Regions from separate parts of the Mus musculus genome. Here region 2 is linked to region 1. Evidence: chromatin contacts called from public Hi-C data. All regions are on one chromosome and are shown on one strand. Each heading gives the region's core, a stretch centred on a gene start, on an enhancer-like site or on the middle of the called end of the contact. The rest is flanking DNA. Distances are from core to core; before and after follow the strand shown. Region 1 overlaps Ctnnd2 (catenin (cadherin associated protein), delta 2). Region 2 overlaps Ctnnd2 (catenin (cadherin associated protein), delta 2).

Region 1 (7,167 bases), core at 2,310-4,809:
GACCTGAGCACATAAAGGTAATTACAATTCGCTCCATTTTCCCCATCCCATCATAGCTTATGTAATAATAGTGGGATGAGAGGAGTGACCACCTCTTTGTTTAGGATAGCATCTTAATGATGAAATTCAGAGTCATAGTGGCAGTTAATGCTTGTGTTCATTATGTTAGAGATGCCTCTAAGTAGTTTATGAGCACATTCTCCCAACAACCACTGAGATAAGTGTATTCAGCACACACATACACATGCATACAACACACACACACACACACACACACACACACACACTTGATTTTTTAGGTTTATTTCTGTTTTTTTTGTATTTGTTTTGTGCTTGTTTTGAGAAAGAGAAAGGGGAGGGAGGGAGGAAGGCAGAATCACACACACACACACACACACACACAGACAGAGGAGAGACTGGGCATGGAATTGGGTGAGTGTAGAAGTGGGAGGAGCTGGGGAAGGAGACGCTGACATAGTAATATATTTTATGAAATTATTTTCAAAAATGAAATTAATGTAAAGCCATGTATTAGATTGCTGTATAACAGCTGATATTATAATTTAATTATATTAAATTAATAAATTATACACTCTATAAGATCTTGCAATAAATACATAGGTGTATGTGATGCAATAAAAAAAATGGGATTACAGAAATCTGGAGTAAATTATTCAAATTGCCAGGTTAGCATAAGCATATTTTTTATGTTTCACATAATATATGATTAATCACGGAATTTTTTTTAATGGAAAATATTAATATATAGTTCTGGGTAACTGAGTTTAACTGAGAATTACTCATTCTTACCTACTTATTTGATGTTTTAGGATTACATTTATTTTGATACTAAAACAGTGCTTTTCTAATTGAAAATAAATGCCTTTCTCATACAATATATCCTGTTTAAAGTTTCCTCTCCCTTTACTTCTTTCAGTTCTTCCCGACACCCCACCTCTCTAGATCTATTTCCTCTATCTCTCATTAGAAAAAATAGGCTTCTAAGAGAAAACAGCAATACATGACATGATAAAATATAAGAAAACAAAAACCATCACATCAAGGCATGGCTAGGCAATGAGGTCCCTGTTTTCCTGGTGTCCTCCATCCACTCTTGCTCTTAAACTCTTTTTGTCTCCTCTTCTTTGAGGTTCCCTGAGTTTAAGCGCTCTCTCTCTCTCTCTCTCTCTCTCTCTCTCTCTCTCTCTCTCTCTCTGTGTGTGCGTGTGCGTGTGTGTGTGTGTGTGTGTGTGTGATATCTGGCTGTGCTGTGGGTCTCTGCATCTGTTTACATTTGCTACAGGGGGAAGCTTCTCTGATGATGGTTGAAGAAGGCACTGATCTATGAGAATAGTAGAATATCGTCAGGAGTCATTTTATTGATACCATTTTAAAAATGCAGTAGAGATTGGTTTTACCCAGGTTATCTGTGCTATCTGGTCTCTGGTTGTTTGTCACCAGTCTTGAGTATGGATTCCATCTCGTGGAGTGGACAAGAAGGCAAATCAGACATTGATTGGTTGTACCTCAAGTTCTGTGCCACATTGTCCTAGCATATCTTTTAGCCAGGACATCATTTTAGAACAAAGCTTTTTGTCGATGGGCTTATATTTCTGTTTTGGTAGCCTGCCGATTACCTGTCCACACCATAGACGCTAGGATATAGGGGTGAAAACTTCATTTTGGCACTGGCTTGACTTCTTCATTTTCAGTGAATTGTGTGAGTGTTGTCCTCAGCCACAGGCACAGTTGTCAGTTTGTGGAGATCAACCCATTGTCTTGGCAATAGCCTGGGTTGTTGGGGAATTTCCATGTGACCCCTGCCTTGGCCAGCAACTCAATTAGATGTAACCCAATCACTGTAATAGAAACCTTGCTTGGTGAAAAGAGTTGGCCAGTTGAGACTCCATCTACCCCATTACTAGGAGACTTCATTAGAAGCACCTTCAAATTTTATGAAAGTGTCAACTGCACTAGGCTTCCATAGCATTCTTCAAATGCCCAATTCCAGCTGTCTCTCCCTGCATTCCCTCCCTCATCCCTCTCTCCTCCCCCTCTCCCCCCATCTTGTTGCCCCCCTTTCCCCTCCTCTGCCTCCAGTCCACTTTTAAAATCTATTCTATTTTTCCCTCCCAGGAGATCTAGGTTTCCTCTCTAGTCATCCCTTCCTCTATATCTAACTTCTCTGGCTTTACAGATTGTAGGTTGATTATCTTTCTGGACTATTTTTATACTAACACATGTGCAGTGAAGGTCCAAGTTCTTCCTGCATAGTACAGTTAAGTTCCTATAAGCAGATGCCAAAAGAAAATAAGTTTGATTGCTGCCTATGGAGTTCCCATTGCACCCCTGGAGGGTGCCAATCATGGTTGCATTGTACAGTTGGAAACGGTAATTGTTGAATTATCATAGATAAGAAAAACTCAAAGCCTTCATTTTACAGTTTCTGTTCTTACTCAGTTAAGCTGCTAACTACTGAAGAAAAGGCTTTTCTGTTGTTGTTTTGTACTGTCAGTCTGGTGCTGTGTGCTTGGTAAATGTAGTCATCACGGTTACCCTAGGTGATGAGGAATTTTCTCATTAATACACTTGTTCTGTATTGGCTCAGAGAATGCAACCACTGTGCATGCTTACACAGAAGCGCCAGGCTTAACTGGTACCTGTCGGCTGGCAAGACATTCTGCCAGCGTGCTATTGAACACAGGGAACAACAACAACAACAAATGAATGTGCTCATTTGGAGAAATACAATTGTGAAAAGATAATTGTGGAAAAGCAGCCCCGAATGTGCCTAAGCCTTATATTATTGCTGTAGGAGATGAGATCCTTAAATCCATTCTTTCTTTATCACAGGTGGATGTAAAGATGATCCTCAAGAAACAGTCATGAAACAGTGTCTGCGCCTCCTCATTAGAAATGTTCACACTGTGGAGTGTTAGCGGCAGTGCTTTCGGAACACACTGAGTAGGAGATGGGAATCGTACGATGTTTACATGGGTTATAAATATAGCTTGTTAGGTGTCTAGTGCTTTGTATTTGGTCTTCTGATGTAAGACTCAATTTGAGATGAGGCTGTTCAGGATTCCAAAGCTTTGAAACTATTATGAGGAGGTGCTATTATTTTGCTTTACAAAGGAGCCGTCGTTGCTTAATTATTTCAATTGGCATCATTTTTATCAATCACTCTTTCACATATTGAAGAACACAATGAAAGCATAGTTATAAAAGCTTCATCAATGGGCTAAAAGTACGACATCTGCCCCTCTGCCCTTTGTTATTCAGTCACAAGACAGGACACAGCAAATATCCCATGTGTGAAGGAATATATTAGAGGTTCTTATGTTGATCTGTTTCTCTTCAGTAATTGTGCTAACAGGCTCAGGGACTTACAGATACCCTTCATAGGTGTCACACGAGTCCTTGGTCACCATAGCAAGTATATTACATTCACATGAGGTGTGAAGGAAAAAAATCTTCCAGCGTTTATACCAGGAAGCACTTTTAATCCCATGTGGTTCCCATGAGTCAGCACCCTGGTATCTTTCAGCCACAATGTGCCAAAAGTACCCTTGCCTCTGACTCATCTGAAAACGATCCAAATAAGGACAGAAAAATTAGTAGTGCAGCTCCTTACATGAAGACTTATATTACACCCAAGAAATACTTACTCAGTGTCAATGGTGCGGCAGCATTTACCCATGCTTTATATTACTTTATCATCATATTGACCCATTGGCTTGACATTGCCATTCAGTTTGAAAACAAAACTACACATGGGACTAAGAAGCGTTCATTCATCTGATGCAGTCATACATAGTCACTCTTGGAAATCCATAGTTCTGAAATGATGAGCTTTATCCTGGTAGCCAGTGCCATGTTGGAATAATTTGACAAGTGGTGACATGTAAGGAAGTACATTTTTTTGTCAACTTTGGAATGTAAGCACTGCTGTTTGCATATTGTTTAAGACAATGAGGCAAAGTATGCTTTCAAACTCATGTCCCTTAAAAGATGATGACTTGTCTGGCACAGAAATAGTATCTGTTATCTACCATACTATTTGCACACTGTCTTATTATCTACACAGATATTATTAGACCCTATAAAACATAATTTTCCATTCTTTAGCCAAGGGAATATCTAGACAAAGAAAGGTGAGTATTCCAGAATTATAGAACCAATGTATAATATAATACATTAAATCTTTCAAAATGTATACATGTTGTCCAAGAGGAAATAAGTGCATTGAAGATAAAGCAATAAGTCAAAATGATGTAGGAGAAGTCTTAACAAAAGCCATAGGAGATAAATAAGTGTTTTGAAATTAAACTCATACTTTCAAGATGTCATGACAGCATAAGTTTGGAGATTGGATAATCTATGTCACTGTGACACAGAAATAATAAACAGAGTAACCAGTAAGTAACCAGAACCTTCACTGTAACATAGAAAAGAGAAATATAGTAAGTAAAATAATATACAATGAAAATGAGACAGAATTTCTGTAGTAATTAAATACAGATAGGAAAATCAAAGCAGTGGAGTTGAAAATCAGCCATAAACTAACTAGAGGATGTAGGGAGAGTGTTTAAAAGAAAACCAAGTGGATGACAAATGGGAAGAACTGGATCTGACAGGTGTGCTGTTTCTCAAAAGCGAGGAAGACATAATTGAAATAGCAATTGTACTGGCTAGTTTTGTGTCAACTTGACACAGCTGGAGTTATCACAAAGAAAGGAGCTTCAGTTGAGGAAATGCCTCCATGAGATCCAACTGTACGGCATTTTCTCAATTAGTGATCAAGGGTTTCAGGCCCCTTGTGGGTGGGACCATCTCTGGGCTGGTAGTCTTGGTTCTATAAGAGAGCAGGCTAAGCAAGCCAGGGGAAGCAAGCCAGTAAGTAACATCCCTCCATGGCTTCTGCATCAGCTCCTGCTTCTGACCTGCTTGAGTTCCAGTCCTGACTTCTTTCAGTGATGAACAGCAATGTGGAAATGTAAGCTGAATAAACCCTTTCCTCCCCAATTTGCTTCTTGGTCATGATGTTTGTTCAGGAATAAAAACCCTGACTAAGACAGCAATGTATGTACATACACAACAGAAGAGAAACTGAGTTTCCAGTTAAAACCACAAAACAATACAAAGCAAATACCTGTTCCTGTTTAAAATGGAATATAAAGTATTATAAACTATTAATCAAAAATTGTATAATATACGAATCAACTATTTTTAGTTTTTGTGTAAAATGGTCAGTATGACATAGTATTTATAAACATCAAAGCATGAATTTTGTAGATCACTAAATAGATGCGTATATCAGTAGTAACATGTTAGTTATGTTTTCCATGTATTCTCAGGCTATACCAAGACAAATTGATGTGGTGAATGGCAATGTTTCTTCGCAGAGTGTCTCTCTCTCTCTCTCTCTCTCTCTCTCTAACACATTAGACACACTCTTGAATGGAAGGCAGCACTGTTGGTGTGGAAATACATGAATGGCGAATATTCATGAGCCATGCAATACAATAATGATGCCATTCATTAAATAAGAACTAGGGGATCCGAAAAATACTTGAAAAGTCCAAGGCTTATCTCAGCAGTATCTCAAGATTTTAATGCTTGTCAATAGTTCATAATCATCAGGTGAACATTCCATTTGTACCCAAAGGGACTTGTTAATGGGTCAAGACAAACTCCAGCATAGGGTTCTTTCACATGTTCTCTCTCATTGTGTTATGAGGACTCAGTTGAAGCATTCATGTTTATAGCGACTGGTCACCCACTGGAACCATGGAAACATGAGGTAATTGTTAGTGAATCCAGCTACCATCAATTATACATGTGGTCTATAAAACATTTAAGTAGTGAGTGTTGTTTCTTTATTCAGTGTTTGGGGGTATAACCCGTAACATTTGCCCTTGTGCTTAACTGTGCTGTGTACGTATCTTGTGCTTTGAAATCAAGGGAGAGTCCTGCACTCATTTGCTCTGTGTGTGCCATGGGCTTGGAAAGTAAGGTAGACTACTGCACTCACATGTGATTCCTGAATGACAGGATGGGTGAATCCCCCTCCTAAACCAGCCAACCTCTTGCCTTGCGCTGCTTGGTTCCTGGGAACCTGTGTGTTCCGGCATACTTCTAATTGACATTGTAACTACCTACCGGAATTGTTAGCAAATAATTCCCTCTAATGATAATGATTAGAATCTTAAGTACTTCTGTTTAAGAAAGGGCTTCAAAATAAAGTTCATAGGTTTTTAAAGTTTAAACATTCTAATTATATTGAAACTGAGCCTGTTTTGTGTGTGTGTGTGTGTGTGTGTGTGTGTGTGTGTGTGTGTGTGTAACCATTGCCTGTCTCCTACTGAGAGAGACATGAGCAGTGAAATTCTTGTAGTGTGTGTGGTGCCAAGTTCCTGGGGGACAATGATGAAGATAAAATTCTTAAAGGAAAGCTCACACTTGGCTTTGAATGCTCTTGTTAATGTTTTATGAGAAAGCTAGCTTTTATTTATTTAATATACTTGATTTTTGGGGGAGGGCATTTTGTTTATATACATTTCAAATGTTATCCCCTTTCCAGGGCTCCCCTCTGGAAACCCCCTATCCCACCCCCTTCCCCCTGCTTCTATGAAGATGCTCCTGCACCCACCCAACCACTCCCACCTCCCTGCCCTAGCATTCCCCTACACTGGGACAGCAAGCTTTCCCAGAACCAAGGGCTTCTCTTCTCATTGATGCCCCAGCAAGGCCATCCTCTGCTACATATGCAGTCAAAGTTGTTTTAAAATAATACTTGTTTAGAAGTTTGGCTTAACGACTTAGAAAATAAAAGCTACAAAGTAAATATGTCATGTGTTTGCATGATTTTTTCCCTTTCGCACACAAACATGCCTACTCAGTACTTATCACAAGAGTATTAGAAAACATACCTACTTCTCAGTAGTTACAAGGGTAATATATACCAAAACAATTTCTGCAAAAATAAAATCATGTATAAAATGCATCAAATAGTAAAAGTGATCTTTGTTTGAAGAAACATAAGTTACTAAAATATTTTCTCTGCTTACTTTTGATCAGTGTGTCAAAATCTTTTTTTTTTTTAAGAAAAAGTTTCACAGAGTTATGCACAAAATGTTACAAGATTTTTATCATCATCCAGGAGCA
Region 2 (7,192 bases), core at 1,347-3,846, 420 kb after region 1:
ATCGATGAAGCTCAGGACATTATTAGTGAAATAAGCCCAGTGTAAGATGGCAGATTGTTCAGTAGGTACACTCCATAAGGCAGTACCAAATTCACAGAGCCATAAGCTAGAATGCTGGTGATTAGGGGGTGTGTCATAATGATAGTTAATATGTAATGACCAGAACCTCTATGTTTGGAATGAGGATATACTAAAATTGTGTTATGAAAGGTTTGCACAGAACTTGTGAATGTGCTTCATAACACTAGCTGTGAAATAACTAGAATGGTAAAATCTCGGTATATTTTATAATGACAGAAAGGTAATCAAAGGGGCTGGTAGGATACAGCTCAGCCAGGAAAGCGCTAGATGTACAACCATGAGGTCCTGAGCTCTTATGCACAAAACCTCTCTGTAAAGCTGGATGTGGTGGGATGTCCAGCACTGGGAAGGCATGCAGGAGGATACTTGGGACTTGCTGACAAACCAGCTTAGCCAAATTGGTGAGTACTAGATTCGGTGAAAGACTTTATCTTATTATTAAAAAAAAAAAAAAAGGCACACAACAAGAGATGGCTCAGTGGTTAAGAATGCTAACTGGCTTTCTAGATGACTCACGCTCCATTTCTGACACCCAGATCATGCAGTTGACAGTCGTCATTAATTCCACTTCTAGGGGATCCAATATCCATAGGTGTGCACGAGCATTTGTATTCACAAGCTGCACAAAAAGTTATACAAGCACCAAGTACACACACACAAATGAATGAATGAATGAAGAATGAATGAATGAATGAATGACTAAAACGTCGAGGAGTACAGCAATTGAGACAGACACCTAATGTCTTGCCTCCACATGTACCCACATACCTGTACACATATGTGCACACACATGTATATACACAGGGTCTGACATGTACCCACATACCTGTACATATATGTGCACACACATGCATACACACAGATCCTGATGTGTATGCATAAATGCACACTCACAGGGTAACGGGCAACAAAATGCTGGCCAGGCACTGCTTCTTTTAAATAGAAGCCTACCTAGGGGCAGAACAAGGAAGCCAGAGAGAGAATGGGTCATGAGGTGGATCCTGACTGTAACAGTTTCCAAGCTGTGCCTCCCGCCACCTCATAGAAAATTGTAGAAGCCACTTCTCTGTAGGTTACCACAGCATTGCTGCTTTGCACTGCTCCTCAAATGGGCCACTAAGTTCTATAAACATACTGTAATAACATATTTCCTAATTATAATAACCACAATACCATGTTAAAGAATGAGCGTAAAGTAGCTTTTTAAAATTAGATGCCATATTATTCTAGAGAACAAAAACACTTATTCACACCACTTGAGAGTTGTTCATACCACTTAAGCATCTTTATCAGAGTCAGTTTTGGGCATTTTGTGATTTTACTCAGCAAAGACTTACTGAGCGAACGGTCAGGCGCTGTTTTGGATACCGAAAGACATGTGCATCAAGTAAATGATGTGGCGAAAGAGTGACTAGGAAGTACACAGGAAACAGTCATGCTTAAACTCCTATCAACTTTGAGTAGAAATGTAATTGAAGACTTAGCTCTTACATTTTTATTTAAAATCACCCTTAGTCACTGCTTATGCTATGCAGCATATAATTCTGTTTAATAACGTCAGTCCTCCTCGTGCTGCCTGCTGGCTTCAGAGCCCCAGCCCCTGACTCAGTTTGTTTGCAGTCATACCGAGGATGAGGCACCAGGTCACCATGAAAGCCCCCAACCCTGAAGCTTGCAACCAACATCAAGGAATCCAATAGGAAGGCATCCTGTTCTCCCAAGAGCCATTAGGACTCTTCTCCTGTCTCTTCACAAAGATGTTGCCGTGGCTCAAGCCAGGCCTGGTGTTGCTAGAAAACAGCTCACTCAGGTAGATGAAGTTGGTCGCAGTGGAGCACTTCTGCCATTGAAGGGCTCTGCATTGTTGTAATGCCTGGGCATCTTTAGGTGAGTTGTTGTGTTTCCATCAGCGCCTCATAATGTGCTCATTGTCCTCTGTCCTGAGAACGACTGAAAGGTTGACACATTTAAATTTGTCATGAATCAGATGGAAAGTATCAGGAAAATGACGGTGTCAGTGTTGCAAATGGAGCTTTAGCAGGACAAATACTGTGTGTCCCTGAGTAATGTGTAAAATACCGTGGTGGGCATATTTACACAAATATCCACAGTGTCTCAAAACATGTTCAGATACATATACACAAACATAACACATATATACACACACTCTCACACACACACAGAGACACTTAAAACACATTCAGATATATATACACAAACATCACACACATACACACACACACACACACAAATCAGACCTATGTCTGTCTGGATGCTTTTAAACAGAACTCTAACCCCAAGGGCAAGGCACCAAATCCTCAGAAAGAATACATTTGCATTCTTCAAAATTGCAATGCAGTTCCAGCTTTATTACTGACATCATTGGTTACTGAGAAGGGAGGCAAACTGGGCAGTGCAGAAGAAGTCCTTCAGCCCCTGGGCCAGGCCTGTGCACTTGCCATTCCGGCCCATGCTCCAGGATGAAGCGCCTGTGTGTAATGTGCTGCATTCGCTCATTCTGCACAGCGAACACTTACAAGTGGCAGGGAATGAGAATGCACTGTGGCAAGCTCGCTCAATAGGAGCTTGTTGTTAAGTTTCCAGAGAGGTATGAAAGAGACAGGAAATGGGCCCAGCAGCCTCAGCCAGGAGGGCCTCATTGAAAACCAGTTCACAGGCTCAGATACAATAGAAGCTTTTGGAAACCGGGCAGGATCTCTGAGAATGGCACTGTGGATGGAATCAGCCTGCCCTGGGCCTCACTGCCTGTGGTGAGAGGTCTAGGCCCCCCTGCCCTGCTCTGCCACCTTGCCCCTCACCCTTACCTCCCTCCCATTCCTCTCTTTGGCTCTACTTGCTGGGGCCATTAGGCTAAAGATTGGGCTCTGCCTTAGGCCTCTAGTCTGTCTTCTATGTGCAGAACTCTCCAGCACCCGGGGTTCAATCTTGCTCAAGAGATATGTCATGGGTGCAATACCATCCTCTAAATTCCTATGATGAAGTCTTAACTGCTAGACTCACAATGTGTAGAAACAGTTTCCAAGCAGGTGATTAAAGATAAACTGACACCCCTGGGTTGAGGCCCTCACCCCACAGGACGGACTTGCAAGACTGTATGCAGACACTGGGAATCCAGTCACTTGCAAATTGAGGAAAGAGGCCTCTGAAGGAGGAAAACCTCCCAGCACTTTGACCTTGGGCCCCAGTTTCCAGACCAGTGGGAAAATTTGTGTTAGGTTGTGAATGGCATTCAGGAGCTAGCATTTTATCACCACAGCCTAAGCTGGGATAGGATCTTCAGTGAGCAGCCATGATGGTGATGGTATGGTGTGTAGCTGGAGAGAGGTTTTTCAGAGCTTGCATTATCTGCCTGATGCTTTGCAGAGGTCTCTTTGGGCAGTGTGAGGATGAAAGTCTTCAGCTGTGGTGGAACTCTGTAGGAAGCTACAGAGCTGTGCTCTGAAGGATCAAGGTAGAGTGAACTGTGGTTGTGATATCTTTTCTAGGAAGGCCAAAGAGGGGCCGGTCTAGCAGGCCCAACACTTTTCCACATAGATGTGGTTTCCTGAAGATTCATGAAGTATAAAATTAAAATGCAATATGCAGGTCAATATAGATCTATTTATCAACTTTATAAAATTTGAAAATGAATATAAAGGTTCTATAAAATGAGATTTGAAAATGGGCAGTTTTATAGTTTTCCATGTATATACATATATATTTGTGTGTCTTTGTGCATGTATGTAAATGATCCTGATACATGGGCATGCCCAGCAATAGAAGTAAACTGATTTCTAGAAACTAATGGTCATTTCATCACTTAAAATCACTTAAAATTTAAAATTTTGAATTTTGCATTAAAACATATTATTTTACTCAAACAAGTTCTAGAGTGGGCAAAACTTACTAGCACCTAGAGGCTTGCGTTCTAGTGTGTGGATCAGAGCATAGGTGCTGGTGGGAAATTTAGAATCCCAGGCCCTTACTCCATGCCTCAGACACCATGGTCTGCATTCTAACCAGACCCCAAAATGAGAGCTGTGCATGTGATTGCCATCGTCACCGACTCTATCAGAAACACCTTTCAGACGCCACACCCAGTTTATTCCAGGAACCAAACAAAAGCATTCAGATGTCACTCTGACTGGGCCGTGTTAAATGTGCCTGACATTCTATTGCTGTGTTGTGCCAGAATAAAATATTAGGATTATTTTATTTTTATAGACTCAGAGTGTTTCTTAAGTGATAAAATGTCTGAATTTGAGAAGCCAGGTGTCCCATGAAATTCATATTATGACCCATCAAATGTAAACCCACCATTTAAAATATCAGAATATAGACTTTAAAGGTAGTTTTCTCCTACTAAATTTTTTTCTTGCCTTTCAAAGGTTTATATGTTCCCATCTCCCTTTCCCTAGCCAAATCCTTTAAATATCTCATTTTTCTCCAATTGAACCATTCTCAGTCTGATGAGGGAGCTTTGAACTCTTTATCTCAGGATTACTTATCCTTGCTAGAGCCTTATCATTTCTATAATGCTTTGTTTCACTCTTTGTCCTCATGCCATGCCCTTGACTGTCATCAGTCCCAGTGAAATGACCTCATCCAGTCTCCTCTGATTGCATCTTAGCAGTAGCATCTCTCGCCACTCTGATATCACTCAGTCTAGACATGGACACTTCCTGCATGGGCAATCTTCACCATCCGGGTGAAGCATTTGGTCTGTCTCCCATCAGATAGATGCCCCTCAGGAAGTTCAGTCATGAATATCTTATCAGGGTAGAAGAACATTCGAGTCATTGTCTTCGGCCAAGCGTATCTATCATATTGCAGCCTGCAACTTCCTGTTAGGATTGCAGAGTCCTGTATCCACTCCCAGACCTACAGACCAATATCAGCAGGATCACCTAACATCGACTCGTTTTCATTAAAGTATAAGAAGCTCCTATTGGAAAATCAGTATTGCCCAGCCCTTTTCCTCCTGAGTTATCAATAGAAGGTAGCAACGTTTCATATAACTTGTTATGGTGCACACGTTTTGATTTGGGGCTCAACTCTTAGGGACTGAGGATGAAGGGCAGATCAGAGGAGAGAATTGCAAGTGCTTCTAGAAGGAAGCAGCCATGCAAGCTGTGTGACTAGACTAGATGTTCTCCGAGATTGGCCCTAGGGAATGCTTCCCTGGAGTGGTCGACGAGCAGTTCTCAGGCTATGGTGGTGTATCTGAGAGTAAGATGACTCCTCAGGTTCCATAGCCTTCATTCCGCAAATCCCCCTTCCAAGTCCCCGTCACCATTTCCTGCCCCTTCTTCACGAGCAGCGAACAATCTCCCACTTTTAAACCCCACTTTATGGCAATAGCATTTCAAAAACTTCCATGTATAGTAAACAAAAATAGGAATATGGGTGGATAAACAACCTGTCCCATTGTAGAACATTGATTGACATAAATAAAACCATCTCAGCAAAAGTTGTATTTTTTTTAAATTGTACTATTTATTTCATAATTATATGCCAATATATTATGTCTTACTACATATTTTTCTCCAAGTGTATACTACTACTCATAATAACCACTTCACTCAAAAATTAAAAATTAGATCTTTAGTGTCAAAGATATGAATTACATAGGCATAGTTATAGGTGTGTATGCTTTAATGAATTATCAGAGTACACTTTTGATCATTTCAAAGGGATAAAACATGGAGGTCCCTTTAAAGTACGGAAATGCATCATAATCTACATTTTATTGGGTTAAGTTCTGACTCTGTCATTCGGCCTATGAAGGAAAATAAAACTTTAGAGGCTTCCATTAGGCTTCACCTTTGAGCCAGTTTCTCAGAAATAAGAAAGGAAACAGTCCAGGCCCCTTTCAAACCCCAGTTCAGGCAAAAAGGGGTCAGTTCTTTAGCTACAGACTTTGATTTCCATTTAAGGCTTTTACTCTTTAGAAAAACAGAATAATGTGTTGGGTTGAAAGCTGGAAAAAAAATGAAACTTGGCCTTGGGGATTTTGAGAAATCAGTACCCATTCCTTAGCAGATCTCAGATGTAAGTCTCAAAACAAATGGGGTCTTTCAATTAATACATGACAAATGAAAATGCTTGGAGTGCCTTAGAAACAATGCCATCTATACACTCTCCCAACCTGGTTCTCTTCACCTTCAATGACACACTGTCACAGCGATGGCACGCTGCCCTCAAATGGAGAAGACTTGCACATTTCATCTTTTCAGGAAAGCCAGAATTCTCCCCTGCCAGTAACCCGAGGTGCCCCGGCCTTGTTGGAATGGATGCCATCTAGTGTCCCATTACTGTTTGCTAAAATGAAGTAGCCACAGGAGATGCGTTCAAATACCTCCCAGATTCTTTGTCCAGTCAGACACTGGCCTTTCTGACAGTTATTGAAGCTAATGGGGAAAGCTCCATCGGTAATTTTTAGCAAGAAATAACTGGGCCTGCCTGTGATCATTGACTCAAGTTTTCACTTTAAGGTTTGCCTTGCTGTTCCAGTGTTAACTGGGGGAATAGTACCTTAGACACCTAGGAATGTGTTCTATTTCATAGACTATGGTGATGGAGCCAAAATCTATATTATTGTTTCGGTTCCATGGGTGTTTGCCTTGCCAATTTCAGCAATGGGTTACCAGGATCTGCTGCGAATCCCCTTATACACAGAATCAAGTTCAGACATTCCAAGCTCCGGTGACAACCCAGATCATGTCAAAACACACCTAAGGCAGTGGAGCTAAACATCTCAAACGCCTCAAATATTTGACCCTTTTCTAGAACAGACTCTATGACATAGTTGGAAGATAACCAGTCCCCCAGGAGAGGCTCATGATGAATTTCCCACAAAGCAAAAGCACTATAGGTCCAGGAAGGCATTAAGCACTCAGCATAGAGGACAGAGATGTGAAGGGAAGGTACTCTGTAGAATCCAGTTTTCAACTTGACATTCTTGTGAGTTTTGACCTTTTGAGGTGGTGTACACAGATGTCTTTTTCATACTCCCAATCAAGGCCCCAAGGGTAGGAAATGGGGCTGAGGTTTATGAAGTTCCCATCAGCCTCAGGATCGTACATGAGAGGGCTATGTGTCCATCAACATC

The links. Hi-C and Micro-C count contacts between places; a contact is called where the count stands out from the background.
Region 2: a Hi-C map of cortical neurons shows a contact between it and region 1, with 5 times the contacts expected there. The contact joins two enhancer-like sites. A contact is called at or near these places in 1 of 484 Hi-C or Micro-C datasets (cortical neurons) and 2 of 115 datasets of contacts at active chromatin or transcription factors (VIP interneurons and astrocytes).

The regions. Positions count from the first base shown.
Region 1 is chr15:30,273,347-30,280,513 of GRCm38.p6, forward strand. The region is part of intron 1 of Ctnnd2 (catenin (cadherin associated protein), delta 2); the gene reads left to right. Among named protein-coding and RNA genes, the nearest start is that of Gm31953, 100 kb to the left of the region's middle. Within about 2 kb of position 3,560, at least 13 of the 459 cell types and tissues checked have an H3K27ac peak or open chromatin away from gene starts, as enhancers often do. A contact at or near this core is called in cortical neurons, where this site is marked.
Region 2 is chr15:30,691,260-30,698,451 of GRCm38.p6, forward strand. The region is part of intron 9 of Ctnnd2 (catenin (cadherin associated protein), delta 2); the gene reads left to right. It overlaps Gm41283 (a long non-coding RNA gene), which reads left to right. Exons shown (of 2, transcript XR_875095.2): 1 at 1-7,192. Among named protein-coding and RNA genes, the nearest start is that of Gm41283, 11 kb to the left of the region's middle. Within about 2 kb of position 2,597, at least 58 of the 459 cell types and tissues checked have an H3K27ac peak or open chromatin away from gene starts, as enhancers often do. A contact at or near this core is called in cortical neurons, where this site is marked.